2 separate regions of the Gasterosteus aculeatus genome follow, and region 2 is linked to region 1. Evidence: chromatin contacts called from public Hi-C data. All regions are on one chromosome and are shown on one strand. The core of a region is the stretch at or near the end of the contact, and the rest is flanking DNA. Distances in the headings are between cores, read along the strand shown.

What was found. Hi-C and Micro-C count contacts between places; a contact is called where the count stands out from the background.
Region 2: a contact with region 1 is called in a Hi-C map of liver, with 4 times the contacts expected there. The contact joins two enhancer-like sites. A contact is called at or near these places in 3 of 6 Hi-C or Micro-C datasets (liver and skeletal muscle).

Annotation. Positions count from the first base shown.
Region 1 is chr18:5,454,844-5,457,542 of fGasAcu3.hap1.1, forward strand. man1a1 (mannosidase, alpha, class 1A, member 1) reads right to left here. Exons shown (of 12, transcript XM_040160450.2): 12 at 456-2,699. Among protein-coding and RNA genes, the nearest start is that of fam184ab, 18 kb to the left of the region's middle. Within about 2 kb of position 1,393, at least 1 of the 9 cell types and tissues checked has open chromatin away from gene starts, as enhancers often do. A contact at or near this core is called in liver, where this site is marked.
Region 2 is chr18:5,674,744-5,677,442 of fGasAcu3.hap1.1, forward strand. No RefSeq gene overlaps it. Among protein-coding and RNA genes, the nearest start is that of LOC144389344, 8.3 kb to the left of the region's middle. Within about 2 kb of position 1,333, at least 1 of the 9 cell types and tissues checked has open chromatin away from gene starts, as enhancers often do. A contact at or near this core is called in liver, where this site is marked.

The DNA.
Region 1 (2,699 bases), core at 143-2,642:
TGGTCGCGTCCTAATTAGTCATTTTTTTGAAACTCTAAAACAAAAATGACCCGGCGTTGCATTCTTTATTCTTTGGACTCATTTGTTGGAGAGCTTCGATGCTTCACTCACAGCCGACCGGCACACAGCGAGCACAAACGGTGACTCATACGGGCATTTATTCAAAATGAATCAGTTGTTGTTTCTGCATAATATTTTGTGTGGCAAAGGGTTTTCTTTTGAAGGGGAGGAAGAAGGGTTTACAGCAAACATGTTAAAGCTCTCAGGAATTGATCAGTTAATCAGCACAAATTGCAGGAATATCATTAGCATGTGATCGTTTATTAACTTCAGATTTTATTCCCGGCTCGAAACATTGAAGTCAGTAAAAACTGCAAATGAATAAGTGAATGTGTTCAGATAAGCTGAAACGTTAAATGAAGCAGGTCGGAAAGAACAAAATCTCAAACCAACGCTTATTAAAAGATTATTTTATTCACAATAGAAGTGTAACAAATATAGTTTATTAAAAAGTCTCCTGCTTATTAATATCATTTTAATCGATAAACTCAGAAGATTTTTTTTATATAAATGTAGAACGGCCCATTTGCCAGAACGGAATATTTACATTTTTCAATAATATTAACACAATAAAACAGATTTCCCCACAAAATTAAGATTTTGCATTAAAACGCAACGTAAACTATGTGCAATGGAATGATTATCAGCAATATTTTGTACAGAAAGATTTCTGAGGTTGATTTCACATAAGTAAACCTTTAAAGGGAAACGCCAACCGTTTTACAAATTCTGTCTATGTTGACCGGTCAGTTATGTAAAGTGATCAAACACCACTCGGGTGAAGATTAAAGATTTCAGTGTTCATAAATTAGAAGTTTCCCAAGTGGTGCCTGTTCACTAGGATCCACTTCTGTTAGAATTCATAAGTTGGCATTCCCCTTTAATATCCACCAATAAACAGTCATTGGAACGAAACAGATCATCAACACAATATTCAGAAAATCACCAAAAAGACATTTCAACCTTGTTGGAAAAAAAATCAAAATAAATTCTGCGTATGGAAACGAGCGTGATGTCACTCTGAGGCGGAAGCAGATCTCACAGCGACGGCTCAAACGGAAAAAGCTTCCTCTTTAGGACCGGACCGGCGTCCCGTGAGCGGAAACCACAAAATCTGCTCATGTTCCCCAGCGCGGCTCCCAGCGGATATCCAACCGCATGTCATCACGCCTCTAAAGATTTGAATCTCTGCGAGCTGGTGCAGCTGACTCAGTGTCTCCATTTCAACCAAAACTGAGATGAAGCTCAGAAGCAGCTTCTTCTCTGTATTCGTATAAAGCAGTTCTGGTGTCTCCACACTACTGTACAGTGAAGGATACAACAGATCTGGCTTGTACTTTGTTGCTGAATATTCCTGTACCTCCATGGTTCTCCATCTGTGTCGGACAGGAGAACAGTGTAATGTGCAGCGATTGGCCTCGCATGGCGGACGTGGATCACTTCCTACATTAACGGCATGTCGTCGCTGCTTCTTCTCCGCCTCGTTCATGCATTTTTGTGCTTTCCGAGATGACACAAAGCAAAAACAAACAAACCCAAAAGCACAGAGAAGTGAGCACAAAGAGCACAAAAAGAAAAGAAAAAAAGCACATAAAATATTCTTCACTTCACATTGGATGGTACATTCATACGATTCAATCCTGCTGTAAAGTTGTTTGGTTGATCCCAGGTTCATCTCTCTGGAATCAACCAAATTATTCTGCTAACATCACTTTAAAAGGTTGCATGTGTAGCAACAGTTCCTTGCCGATAGCATCAGTATGTATCTCTATATCTCTAAACATCTATATGTGTAATCATCTTGAGACATTGTGTAATGTACATTGTTGAATCGTTGATGTCAACAAATAAAAGACCCAGAGGACCTTTTAATCGTGTTCCGACATCAGTTCGGAATGTCTTTTTTCTTTCTTTCTTTCTTTTTTTATTAGGTGGACAAATATGCAATTGCCCACAAAAGGTTTAAGGTCCAGTTATGAAGCCACAGTGCCACCTGGGTGTCAGCTTCCAAACCCTAAAGTCCTCTGTTCACCTCTACAGAATAAATTAACACAATCAGCAAAAATCAACGGTTACAAGACAACACCACATGGGTAATAAATGCCTCCGAATCAACTGGAACCAAACAAACACCAGGGATTAAACCCGAGGACGCGGCCGTCTGTACAGTGAGGAGCACAGCTCAGCTTGTGTTGGACATCCAGCTAAGCTTTGTGATCAGTGTTTGCAGCTCAAACTCTTTGTATTTGAACATTTCCTTATGAAGCTGAATGAGTGAGTCTCCTAACCCTTTTCGCTTCTACATTTAGACAGCTTAATAAAGTGTAAACTACTCATCACAACGTCGTCCAACAGGTAAATCAACAGATTTGGATGTACGGGGCGTTCCACTTGAGACTTGACTCCATCACAGCATTGTTTGGTTCAAATTTGGTTTAACGCTAAAACCACGAGTCCCAGTAGCATCTAGCAGGTGTCCCCAAAAGATTACGGACTTTTCCTTTTCAAACCGCCAAAAAGGAACCGAATAGAAACTCTTAAAAGATCCAGGGATGCAGATTTAAAATTGAGGGATTTAAGACTTCTTCCAACAGTTTGGAAAATCAACAACATCATTTAATAGTGCCCGATATACATGT
Region 2 (2,699 bases), core at 83-2,582, 220 kb after region 1:
CTCTAAATGCACTCCCTCTCCCATTCTCACTCACTCACACCCAAACGCATATGCATGGACACGCACCAGTCAGTTAAAATGTAGGCCCATGTTTGCTGTCCTTAATTGGCAACGCGGGACTCCAAGCTGAATGTAAAACACTAAAGAAAATGATGAGAGCACATATTAGACAGCACTGGCCCGGCATACACAATATGGTTCCCTTCCCCCCAACGTAAAAAGAGCTCTATTTTTATCAATTAACACGCTTCTCTTTGTGGGGGGGGGGGTCCACTTGTTTTCCCCATCAACAAAATACTGTGGCATTTGTTGTCTCGGTAGAACCACGGGAGCCATGGGGCTGAAAGCATGTAAAAGGTCAATACCGTCACGGTAAACCCGGAGATTTACTGCAACAACCTGCTGAGCGACCAAGGTTTGTCTCTGACACGTCAGGGGAAGATCCTTGTTAAATGTGGGATGCCAGCAGGCTGAGCAGCGAGGTGAGGCTGTGCTCTTGGCTGTAGGAGGAGCCACAACTGCCTGACGAAGACCTCTGAATGTACCCCTAGAGGTGGTAATTGCAGCTATGCTACTTTTTAACATGGACTCTATCATGCATTTGTGTCTAATGGGTACAACGGCTTTAGAAATTGGTCGCTGATGTCCGCAGTCACTAAATGGGCTGTAATGTAATTGCTCGAGGCAACTCCTCACCTTCTATTTTACAAAAACATTTCAACAATATGGATGGGATTTTCCAGAGCGAGAACACGAGCAAGACACACAATAACAGACGAATTGGATAAGCAAGGGGTAAGAAAGAATACATTTAGCTTTGTTATTTCTGGGTTTTTTATAGTTATATTTCATAATGTTTTCAGATTTCTTTTAATAACAATCTGAGCCTACTGAGCAGTGTGCTAGTGCACGTACTGAAGCATTGAGCAGTTGCCGGAGGCAGGCTGTTTAGTGGCTGACGGCTGGATCGCTTCCCTCAATACGGGAACAAGTTCAAATTAGCTGTCCCCATTTGTGACTTTCACACAAAACACAAGAGGAAGTAGAAAAATGCGGGACCGACCTTCAATGTTTGGTTAAATGTCATTTTTCCTCCCCGTTAGTTGCAACGGCCACAAAAAAACATTTGCAGCCTCCACATTGGAAAAGATCACTCCTCTAACAATGCTCCCCTGTTTTAACACAGCACAACTTTATTTCTAACCTTGTTTCTTTCTTCCACATAGTGAATGAAATCAAAATAGGCCGTTCCTTGTGGACTCTCTTGAGTTGAGTTATTTATTGTGTGTCTGTGTGGGACTTGGTCTAATCTTTGAACCATTGATTGGTGTGTACAAACCAAGGACAATACAGCAACAGTACATGGCAGTATACTGGTGAAATGACGTATTGCATAGTGAAACCATGACACACACACACAGAAATTTATGTTTTCATGCTCTCTCCTGGTTTATACGTGCAATATATCCCAAGAACCAAAACAAGCACTCTCCTTCTTTCCCTGGATAACCATTTCTCCCAACCTGCCCTTTTGAAGCTGCTGACACCCATTGTTGGACATGCATAGTGAGTAGGGGTGTAACGACTCATCCACTGAATCGATAATTCGATTTATATCCCTGCGATCCAACTGAATCGATCTGTGCTCCGCAAATCGGCATTCCGGACAACATATATCGATTACAAATCGATTAAAATGGTACATAATCGATTTGTATCGATACTTGGAAACTGCAAATTGGATTTAAGCACAAAAACGGTATGGATGTGTGTTTGTCTGTTTTTTAGCACTTTAGACACGTGAAAACGTTACTCGATTCTGTCTGCCTGTCTGTGACGTCATCAGTACGCAGCGGCAGCCGTGCGAAACTCGGAACAACAACAGAACACAGCATGGAGGAGACGACTGCGAGCAATACATTTACAAACCAACTTATCGATCCAGCGTGTGGAAGCATTTTGGCTTTTGCAAACACAGAGGTTAAACAACACGCCGACAGTCGGGCACCTCTAGCAGCGTTACCGCTGCAGCAGCAGCAGAAGGTAACTCCAGCTCTGCAGACACCTCAGGCCTCGCCAGTAGGAAACTCAACATCACAGTAACAATTGCCAAGTTTAGCTGTAAAGACATGCAGCCCTACAATGTGGTTGAAAATCCGGGGCTCTGTGAATTGATCCAAACATTGTGTAATTATTGTGTAATGTTTACATTGAAAATGGCACTCAAATAAAAGGTTAATACATTTGCCATCAATTGTTGTTTGCTTGTTTATAATATCCATAATTAATTTAAACCTGATTTCCTTACAAGAAACAACAGGGATCTCGTAAAATTTGCCTGCACTGTCCAGTAAAGTTACTGAATCGATTTTAAGTCACTGAATCGAATCGTTCTAAATTAACCCAGATCGTCCATGAATCGAATCGGCAACCATCGGCAAGAATCGAATTGTTGTTAAAATGAATCGTTACACCCATAATAGTGAGCCAAAAGGGGAACTTTGCAGAGGCTGTGTGTGTATGTGTGTGTAAAGCCATTTGACAATCAACATAACGACAGTAAATCTGTTTTGTTTGTTTTTTCCTTTTTATTCCTTTGTATTATTTTTTTCCTTTTTATTTCAAATGGGTGAGATTATTTGTATCTTTTTATGTTTGTGCCACACTTTCCAATGTACACAGCAGAAGTAAATCAACAG